2 separate regions of the Pan troglodytes genome follow, and region 2 is linked to region 1. The links are chromatin contacts, called in public Hi-C maps. All regions are on one chromosome and are shown on one strand. The core of a region is the stretch at or near the end of the contact, and the rest is flanking DNA. Distances in the headings are between cores, read along the strand shown. Region 1 overlaps PPM1H (protein phosphatase, Mg2+/Mn2+ dependent 1H). Region 2 overlaps MON2 (MON2 homolog, regulator of endosome-to-Golgi trafficking).

Region 1 (5,166 bases), core at 2,506-5,005:
GCCTGTAATTCCAATACTTTGGGAGGCAGAGACAGGAGGTCACTTGAGGCTAGGAGTTCAAGACCAGCCTGGGCAACATAGTGATACCCCCATCTCTATAAAAAATAGTTAGCTGGGTGTGGTGGCACATGCCTGTAGTCTTAGCTACTTCGGAGGCTGAGGATAGAGGATCTCTTGAGCCCAGGAGTTCGAGGCTGCAGTAAGCCATGCTCATGCCACTGTGCTTCAGCCGGGGTGACAGAGCGAGACCCTGTCTCAAAAACAAAAACAAAATAACAACAAAAACCAGTAAATAGAGAAAAAACACAAAGCCAGGACTTGGGAGAGACCAACACACTGGGAGAGAGCTGGGTAAGAGATTGGGGGAGGGGAGCTGGAGAGCCACGGGGAGGAGGTAGGAATATGTGTTGGGGGATGTAGTGGTTGATAAACAAGTGAGGAAACACTTCAATATGGGAGTGAACAGCAGCAGCAAAAGCTGCAGAAGCATCAAGCATGGGGCAAACTTCAAAGGACTATGTGGGATTTTTAACATTTACTTCAACTGTGTATAAATTAGCTTTCTTAAAGGACTGTCGTGAGGCTAAATTAGCTGGCATGTGTGAGGGGCTTAGTAGGATATCTGGACCCTTCCCGCAGCCCAGAAGCTTCAACATTGAGAGCGGTGGCCTTTCTTGCTCACCTTAGACCCTCAACACCTAGGTTAGGCCAGGTAAATGGTAGTTTAATAAATATCCATTCAATGGACAAATGAAGAAATAAATTTAAATTTTTTTTTATCTGCCTATCCCCTCACCTCTGCCTTAATATGAAAAATGGATTCCACAATTCACAAATGAAAAGCTTACAATGCCAACGCTCGCTGAGATAATAATTAAGCAGAAACCCATGCTTCAATTAAAATGCTTGACTGACAAGAATGGTTATCAGAACCTACACAAGACTGGTAGAAGGCTGGAGGATGAGGAGGAGGGGCATGGGTGTCAGGTGGGAAGAATTATCTCAAGCAAGTAGAAGAGAGGAGAAGGAAAACATCAAGATGCCTGTTTAACCTCCAAGAAAACCCATAAAAACAGAACCCCAAACCCTACTGACAAAGGGGTTTTTGGATGGAATTGCTATTTTTTTGCATTTAAAGAACACATATAAAGTTGATACTATGATAGATACATATTTTACTGAATTATATAAGTTGATAAAGAGTCTGCATCCAATACATCAAAAGGAACTGCTCAGCTACAGAGACTATTTTTTCACTGTCAGAATCAATATTTGCTTGAATACCTAAAAGGCTGAAAGACAATATTTATTAAAAATTATTTGAAAACGCTGGGCGTGGTGGCTCATGCCTGTAATCCCAGCACTTTGGGAGGCTCAGGCAGGTGGATCACCTGAGGTCAGGATTTTGAGACCAGCCTGATCAACATGATGAAACCCTGTCTCTACTAAAAATACAAAAAAAGTTAGCTGGGTGTGGTGGTGTGCACCTATAGTCCAAGCTACTTGGGAGGCTGAGATAGGAGAATTGCTTGAACCCAGGAGCCGGAGGTTGCAGTGAGCCAAGATCGCACCACACCACTGCACTCTAGCCTGGGCAACAGAGCGAGACTTCATCTCAAAAAATTATTTGAACCCCTACTGCTTGTATACTGTCTATAGACAAGAATGTGAATGATGTTTGTTTGATAGACTTGATCAAACCACTAGTATGATCCAAAAGGTAGAAACGTTATGGTGCAAAAAGTCCATGTAACAGGGCCGTCCATGGCAACAAATTCCTTTGGGACTCAGTTAAGCAAGTTCGGGCTACACCACAGGTAGGTACATTATTTATCATGGTTTCTATCACAAGAAATTCTGCTTAGAAAATTATGTAATGCTTAAGGAAAAAAATCAAGGTAAAGAGCTCAGCACTAAAACTTTTCTGCTTTAACTTTGGGGGAAACATTCCAGTTAGCTTACCCATTTAACCCCTTGGTATTATATTAATAGTGTGACTCAATATTTTTTTCTAACTGATTTCATTATTTCTTTCACCTTTTTCTACGTTCAGCTACATTCCCTCTGTAGCTCCCCCTGAATAAGGAATGCTAAATTTGGCAGCACTTTCTCATAAAGAGTGAACTTAAGTACTTTTTAATCCAAGAGACTTTGCTAACATGTGCATGCGTTTGCCACCTCCCTCCCCCACATTTGTGTGGGAACATAAGTGTGCATACATGCACATGTGCACACACACACTTTAATTACAAGTGTCCTCTCTGGGATCATGGTGGGAAGGATTTGAAAGACGTGTTTCCATAGACTTCATCCCCCTGAAGGATTCACTGTCGTTAAAACACACTCTTCTATTTCTTCTAAAACCGTGTGCAACTAGAACATATTCTAAAAATAATTGCTTCCCTCCCCCTCCTCCCTAGAAGCCAAAATAGCACATTTATTTTTTCCCTACATACACCACCTACTCCTCTTTAAAAGATGTTTCACAAAATCTTAGTACTGAAAGGAACATTAAAGGACCATCTGGGTGGTTCTTTTACTATCAGAGCAAACATGATAAATTAAGTCAATAAAGATACATTTACCATTGCATTATCTACCTTTTTTCTTCAAATCCTCACCTTTCAGATTAGATTAAGTTTTTAATATTCTACATAATAAAAACATGGAAGTATTTTTTTAAAAACCTCAAGTTTTTGGTATTTTTACAAAAATCAATGAAATCACGGGAAAAACTGCTTACTGCTTTGTGCTAAGCAAGGACTGATTTAGAATATCTCCCTATTTTTGCTGTCAATGAACCCTGAGCCCTGTGTCTAGAATAAACTGATTAGCAAAACACATGCATATACTATCATTCAAGTATGGTCTAAAAGGATCGATTAAATGACTCATAAGATTCAATTAACAAGATAATTGATTTATCTGCTTAATCAATAGTCCTGAAGACCTTGCAGGGCAACTTTCTAGGTAGCAGGACTGAGTTATCTTCTGTTGTGTCTGCTTAAACACTACATTTAAGCGAGGTTAATCTTTAAATCAAACAATGGATCCAGTTTTTAACATGTGGGATTTTATTTTGCTCCTTGTTGCAAGGAGAAACGGGAGCCGAGAAAGCAAACAGAGGGCCGGGCGCGGTGGCTCACGCCTGTAATCTCAGCACTTTGGGAGGCCGAGGCAGGCAGATCACCTGAGGTCGGGCAGTGGAGACCAGCTTGACCAACACGTAGAAACCCCGTCTCTACTAAAAATACAAAATTAGCCGGGTGTGATGGCGCATGCTTGTAATCCCAGCTACTCGGGAGGCTGAGGCAGGAGAATTGCTTGAACCCGGGAGGCGGAGGTTGCCGTGAGCCCAGATCGCGCCAAGCCAAGATCGCGCCATTGCACTCCAGCCTGGGCAACAAGAGAGAAACTCCGTTTCAAAAAAAAAAAAAAAAAAAGCAAACAGAGATGTGTGTGCAATGAGACTAATTCAGCAGGAAAGAAGTGCAAGAGAAAAATATTGCCCGGGATGGTAATAATTTGGTTTGAAAGTCCCATAGATGATGCAACTCCAAGGTCATTCTTTGTTTCCTACCAATTTCAGGTTGCAAAAGGAAAGCAATATCTGGTAGCAGAAAGGAGCAAGTGTTGGGTAGTTTCAATAGGACCTGGCAGCTCCCCCTAGCTGAGTTAAAACACGGCTCTGAGCACACTGCTAATAGTGTCAGTCACAAATAATCAGATTCTGCATGGTTTTAGTATCCAAATCTGATCCCGGTTTATTCTGAGAACAAGGCCATCTGCCAGCCAGGCAATGGGGAAGAAAAACCAGCACTCTACTGCCTACTATTGCCACCTGCCGGCTGCTGGTGGAATCACATGCTCATTCCTTCCTAGAGAAACTTCCTGTTCTAACAAAAACAAAGAGAACAAAACCAACTTAAATAAAGACAGCTATGTGGGTTCCCAATTTACCATTAACATGCTAATTTTGGAAAACACTAATTTATTTATTATAATTAATCTATAAACACCAATTTATAGATTTCTAAACTATAAACTTTGCCCCCTTTTTGTCACAATGTCACCATGTATTTATACGGTTTTTATCAACAAAGTCTAGCTGCTTGGTATTTCCAATCATTTACCCAGTGATGGAATTACATATAGTAGTTCCATAAGTTAAAATATTGCCATTTTCTTCCCTTCCTAAGAACCGACTCTGGCGGGGAATCTAGACCCACTCTTAAAAGGAAATAGAACTCTGAGATCCTCCCGGCTATGTCCAGAGCTCAAATCCCATAGTTAACAGGTTAAAAGGGTAATCACTGCTAACTTGGTTCTGATCCCTAGGAGGGCAAAGGCTTCCTGTAACTAACCCTGCAGTGGAATCGACTTCCTCCATGAGTCTGAAATGTTGATTATTCAACCATGTTTTTGGGAGGGTGGAGAAGTAGGGAGGAGGTTTGAAATCTGGACTTAGAAGACACTTGTCTTATTTATACCTATTGTCCTGGGCCAAGCGACAATATAAATATAATAGGTGACAAAACAGAGCTAAGCCAGGCCTTGCTGGGAAGCAGAATTGAAGTCAGTCAGAAAATTCCTGAGATTTTGGTCCTTTAGGAAGCCATGGCTCACTTTTCATAGTGGACACAGGAGGGATTCGCTACATAGCCTTCACACTATGAAGGAAGATCTGAGATACAATCAGGGGGTTGTAGGGGCACACCTACCTCTGACAGTGTACACAGTAAGTATTAAAAACCAGTGGTCATAAGTCACCTTCACCACAAGCCCCAAGCTGTGCCAGGCAACCCGAGGACCAAAGATGAAAAGCACTGCTCTCAAAGAAGCTTATAGTATTTGATGAAACTGTTACCATCTCCCCTCATTGGAAGCATTTTTTTCTCTTCTGTTCGTCTGTATTTTGTGACTAGTACCTACTTTTTCCCCAGAAATGGGTACTATTTATTCTGACTTGAGTGTTTCTGAACATTTTTAACAGTGTTTCCCTTTTGGAAAGGTGTCAACATTTCACTACCTCCTTTTGTTATTTAGAATATCAAAATAAATAAGATATTGCATATTTCTATATTCATATAATGTGGGACTACAAATGCCCCCAGATAAAATATATATATATATATATTTTTGAGACAGAGAGTCTCGCTCTGTCAC
Region 2 (5,241 bases), core at 2,657-5,156, 210 kb before region 1:
CTGTCTTAAATAACCACCAATATAAGTGAATTCAGGTAACACCACAATGGTAACTTTTGCTCTGCTGCAGATGATAGCTCTTTACCTTTCGTTGTTTTTTCATTCATAATATCGAAAGAAGTTTAGTTCTACAGATTTTATTTAGTTCAAGATTGGACCTAGTGTTTTTGTAGTTAGAGTATCATGTTTGTAATTAGCTTAGTCATTTAAACTAATGAGTTTAATTTACAACATTATTCTTTTAAATAAATAATAATGCCCCAACCTGGGTTGGAAGACATAATTTTTTGACATTAGAATTCTGTTTTTCTATTTTGTTTGTATTTGCAGGGAATATTTTATCTTTAAAAATCAAGTTGTTTTTTTTTTTTTTAGCATACCTCCAGATAATCTCTCTATTCAAGAGTTTCAAAGAAATGAAAATATTGATGTCGAGGTAAGGAGGCTATTTAAAATGTTTTCCTGTGACCATTTTTGAAACCAAATAGTAAAAATGTTTGAACTATACAGTTGCTGAAAGAATAAAGTAATAGGTTAAGATTAAAACTGAAAGCATTAAAACTCTTACAGGTTAAACGTTGATGTTTAAAGGACTGGCATTTTAAAAGTGACTTCCTTAGATTTGTTACAGTCTTGTGCTTTGTGCGTGTTGTTCCAATACTTAGTTGTGTTCATTTAATAAGTTTAAAAAGAGTTTATTCAATGAAATAAATCCATCAGTCAGGAGGAGTGTATTTGAGACTTACTCTGCAGTTTGACATACCAGATGTTTCTGGTTCAAATTAATCAGAAAGTTGCTTGAATTTTTCAATTTTTAATCAGCTGTATATACAGCCTATGGAATTCTTAAAGCAAATAGTGTTTTTTAAAGAATATATTTTGAGGCTGGGAACTGTGACTCGTACTTGTAATCCTAGTGCTTTGAGAGGCCGAGGCAGGAGGATTGCTTGAGACCAGGAGTTTGAGACCAGCCTAGGCAACATAGCAAGACACCATCTCTACAAAAAAAAAAAAGTTTTTTAAGTTAATTGGGCATGGTGGTTCACACCTGTAGTCCTAGTTACTCGGGAGACTGAAGTGAGAGGATCACTTGAGCTCAGGAGTTGGAGGCTGCAGTGAGCTACAGCTGTACCACTGTGCTTCAGCCTGGGCAACAGAGCAAGACCCTGTCTCTAAAAAAAAAAAAAGTAAAAAAAATAAGTAAAAAAATAAGAAATATATTTTGAGGATTATAAATGGAATTTAAATAAGCAGTTCTTGTGGTTGTGGATTTTTTTGTTGATGGTAGGGTTTTGGTGGTTTTTTTCCTTTAAGTGGGATAGAGGAACTTTTAAGTAAATAAAATCAATTACATTACTTTAAAATACACATTTGGCCGGGCGCGGTGGCTCACACCTGTAATCTCAGCACTTTGGGAGGTGGAGGCAGGCGGATCATGAGGTCAGGAGATTGAGACCATCCTGGTTAACATGGTGAAACCCCGTCTCTACTAAAAAAAAAAAAAAAATACAAAAAAAATTAGCTGGGCGTGGTGGTGGGCCACTGTAGTCCCAGCTACTTGGGAGGCTGAGGCAGGAGAATGGCATGAGCCCGGGAGGCGGAGCTTGCAGTGAGCCGAGATCACGCCACTGCACTGCAGCCTGGGTGACAGAGCAAGACTCCATTTCAAAATAAATAAATAAAATATACATTTAAAATGCATAGGCATTATCATATGGAAACAAAATATTGCCTTTCGTGCCATTACTGTATTAAAGCTCTTGTGGACTTTAAAGGGCAAAATAACATACTACCTGTTAGAGATAAACTATTTGACAAAAATGAATATAACTTTAATTTCTCTTACAGCTGATAGTTTTTGGTTATAAAAAGTGATTTAAATGTTATTCTTAATCCTATTTTGAATATTTTAATTCTAACATGGGTAAATTTCATATGCTATTTTTCTCTAGAGCCCTATTTGCAGTTATCATGCTGAAGATCAACATTTGTCCAAATGGTTGGCATAGTAAACAGTTATGGTACTGACTATTTTGTATTAAAGTTACTAGGACAGATGAGAGAAACAGATTAGTAGTCATTCTGTATGTTAACATTAAAATGTTTGTGTACTTCTTTAAAGGAGAGTTCTTTAACTGATTTTCATTTAAAGTAAAATTTAAATTTTACTCTAGAAATTATTTTAGTCTCTTTCAAAGAAAACAATACATTTGCATTTGCCCCTTTTGTTTTAGGTAGTTCAACTTATCAGCAATGAGATACTACCTTATGCCAATTTTATTCCTAAGGAATTTGTTGGTCAAATAATGACAATGCTTAACAAGGGCTCAATACATTCTCAGTCATCTTCATTTACAGGTATGTTAATTTTTTTAAGTATTAAAAAGTATTGAAGTACTTTTGAAGAAACTGTCAGTAGAAATGTTTAATCCTATGATTTTGGTAATGTAAACTGGAGAATGGTAAGGTGATTTTTAGGATTGTAATATAGAACTAAGCTTTATGAGGAGAAATGTTATGACATGACTATTCTGTGGAATAGAATATTTTTATTCCATGTTTCTATTCTGTGAAATACTGTGTTTCTGATCATATATCAGAAACACTGAACTAAATTTTTTAAATATCATAACTGCAAACTGTGAAGAATTAAATTGCAAAGCACTTTATGGAATCCATGGATGTCACTGCAGGCTGACAGAAGTTACCAGTTTTGTGAAGTCATAGATTGGAAAGGAATATAAAAATATGAATGTATATTCTGCCACTTAGCAGTCAATTAACTTTTGAGTCTCAGTTTTGTAATCTTTAAAATGGAGATATTAATACCATCTTCTCAGGACTATAAATTACAGAGTTCATTTAAAAAAATAAGATGCCTCAACATTTTTTAAGGGAATTAACATTTACTCAGTGCCAACTATGTACAAGATACTATGCTAGAATGTTATATTATTTCTCACAACATTTCTGTGAGGATAGGTAAGACCATATTACAGGAAAGAAAATTGATTTAGAAAGGTTGAAAAAATTGCTCACAATCTTAGGGCTAGAGGCCAAATTCATGCTTAAAAAGAACTACATGCTTCTTTTCATTATATCATGCTGCCTTAATTGGGAACTGATATATAAATTACTGTTTGTTATTAATTCTCTTTTTGTAAACCTGAGCTCAAGTCTTAAACTGTGGCATCAGCCAGGTGCAGTGATTCATGCCCATAATCCTAGTATTCTGGGATCGCTAGGTGGGATCCCAAGGTGGGAGGATCGCTTGAGGCCAGGAGTTTGAGACCAGCCTGGGCAGCATAGTGAGACTGCCTCTGTCTCTACAAAAGATTTTAAAATTGACTGGGCATGGTGACACATGCCTGTAGTCCTAGATACTCGGGTGGCTGAAGTGGGATGGCTTGAGCCCAGGAGGCCGAGGTGACGGAGTTATGATTGTACCACTGCATTTTAGAGTGCACTCTGGGCAACAGAGCAAGACTCTTGTCTCATATATATGTATATATGATTTAAAAACTACACTTTGGGAGGCCGAGACGGGCAGATCACTTAAGGTCAGGAGTTCAAGACCAGCCTGGCCAACACGGTGAAACCCTGTCTCCACTAAAAATAATTAGCCAGGTGTGATGGCATGTGTCTGTTATCCCAGCTACACAGGAGGCTGAGGCAGGAAAATTGCTTGATTCAGGAAGCGGAGGTTGCAGTGAGCCAGGATCACACTACTGCACTCCAGCCTGGGCGACAGAGCGAGACTGTCTCAAAAACAAAAAAGAAAAAAGAAACTGTAAATTTGTGCCATGCAGATCCTTAATCCTCAGAATTTACTAGAGCCTTAACTAGCTTCTCCTATTTTGTGCTGAGCATTTTAAAGAGCATTTATGTGTACAGTTTGACCACTAGATGTCTCTCATACTGCTCACTTCACATACTAGTTCTTTTTTCTAGCCCAAACAGTTTTTAAAACTGGCCTGGTAAAGTGTGGGTTTAGCAAACATGAGAATCTCGGGGAAAATTTTAAACCCCGCTTATCTTAATGTAGCCAACTTTTTATTATTAAGAGTATGTGAAAATATTTAACTTCTAATAAAATACACATTAAGAACAATATTCACAATTAGGTATAAATGTCCAAAGTTAAATAAGGGCTATTGAGTTACCAAGTATACTTTTACTGGCAGTTTTCTGAAAATATATCTTGCTATGTATAGTATTAAATTTACCAAGACAAGAAAGGTGCATGGACATTCTTTCAGTGACTTTGCCATATGACACATGTCTTCTCAGCATTAACTTGGAGTTTTCCAACACCTGGGAAGCTTCACGTGAGAGTCCTTCACCACCACAACAATGCTCCTGCTCATTCCTCTCATCAGACAAGGGCAATTTTGTGAGAGTTTCAATGGGAAATCATTAGGCATCCACTTTACAGTTGTAATTTGGCTCCTTTTGTTTTCTTTTTGTTTCGGATCTTAAAATACCATTGAAGGACAGCCTTTTTCTTCAGTCAATAATGTAAAAAAGACAGCATTGACATGGTTAAATTCCCAGGACCTCAGTTGTTTACAGATAAACTAAATGGCTGGTATCATCGCTTACAAAATGTCTTGAACTTGATTGAGCTTTTGTTGAAAAATAAAGTTTGTAGTTTTCATTAAAGAAAAAAAAACTTAGAGTTTTCCTTAAACATATACATACAAAACTTTTATTTGCTAAACAAGGCCAACCTGTAAACAGAGGTTCCAGTGATGATTGGCCTTTTGCTTTTAAGTATGATCTGATAGTCAGAGCTCACAGACATTTGAGGAAATTCTCTAACACCAAAGAGAAAGACCAAAACAAATGAAGAGGGAGTAAAAGAAATTGGAAGGAAACAGATAAAATGCAGAGTCACTGAAAACATAAAACCAGCTAGGATGATCAAAGAGATAAAAGAACAATTTAAAAAATGCTATATAAAAGGAGCAGTAGAAAAAGAAAGAAGGCTGGGCACGGTGGCTCAGGCCTGTATTCCCAGCATTTGGGAGGCTGAGGCAGGAGGATCACTTGAGCCCAGGAGTTTGAGACAAGCCTGGGCAACATGGCAAAACCCATCTCTACAAAAAATACAAATGTTAGCTGGGTGAGGTAGTTTATGACTGTAGTCCCAGTTACTTGGGAGGCTGAGGTGGGAGGATCACCTGAGCCCAGGAGAACAAGGCTGCAATGAGCTGTGATCACACCACTGCACTCCAGCCT

The links. A called contact is a pair of places that touch in the nucleus more often than the background predicts.
Region 2: a contact with region 1 is called in a Hi-C map of induced pluripotent stem cells, with 2.7 times the contacts expected there. The contact joins two enhancer-like sites. A contact is called at or near these places in 4 of 7 Hi-C or Micro-C datasets (blood, induced pluripotent stem cells and stem cell-derived neural progenitor cells) and 1 of 1 other capture datasets (stem cell-derived neural stem cells).

What each region holds. Positions count from the first base shown.
Region 1 is chr10:33,249,755-33,254,920 of NHGRI_mPanTro3-v2.0_pri, reverse strand. The region is part of intron 3 of PPM1H (protein phosphatase, Mg2+/Mn2+ dependent 1H); the gene reads right to left. Among named protein-coding and RNA genes, the nearest start is that of PPM1H, 140 kb to the right of the region's middle. Within about 2 kb of position 3,755, at least 8 of the 24 cell types and tissues checked have an H3K27ac peak or open chromatin away from gene starts, as enhancers often do. A contact at or near this core is called in induced pluripotent stem cells, where this site is marked.
Region 2 is chr10:33,461,551-33,466,791 of NHGRI_mPanTro3-v2.0_pri, reverse strand. MON2 (MON2 homolog, regulator of endosome-to-Golgi trafficking) reads left to right here. Exons shown (of 33, transcript XR_010148004.1): 29 at 376-436; 30 at 2,235-2,358. Among named protein-coding and RNA genes, the nearest start is that of MIRLET7I, 23 kb to the right of the region's middle. Within about 2 kb of position 3,906, at least 2 of the 24 cell types and tissues checked have an H3K27ac peak or open chromatin away from gene starts, as enhancers often do. A contact at or near this core is called in induced pluripotent stem cells, where this site is marked.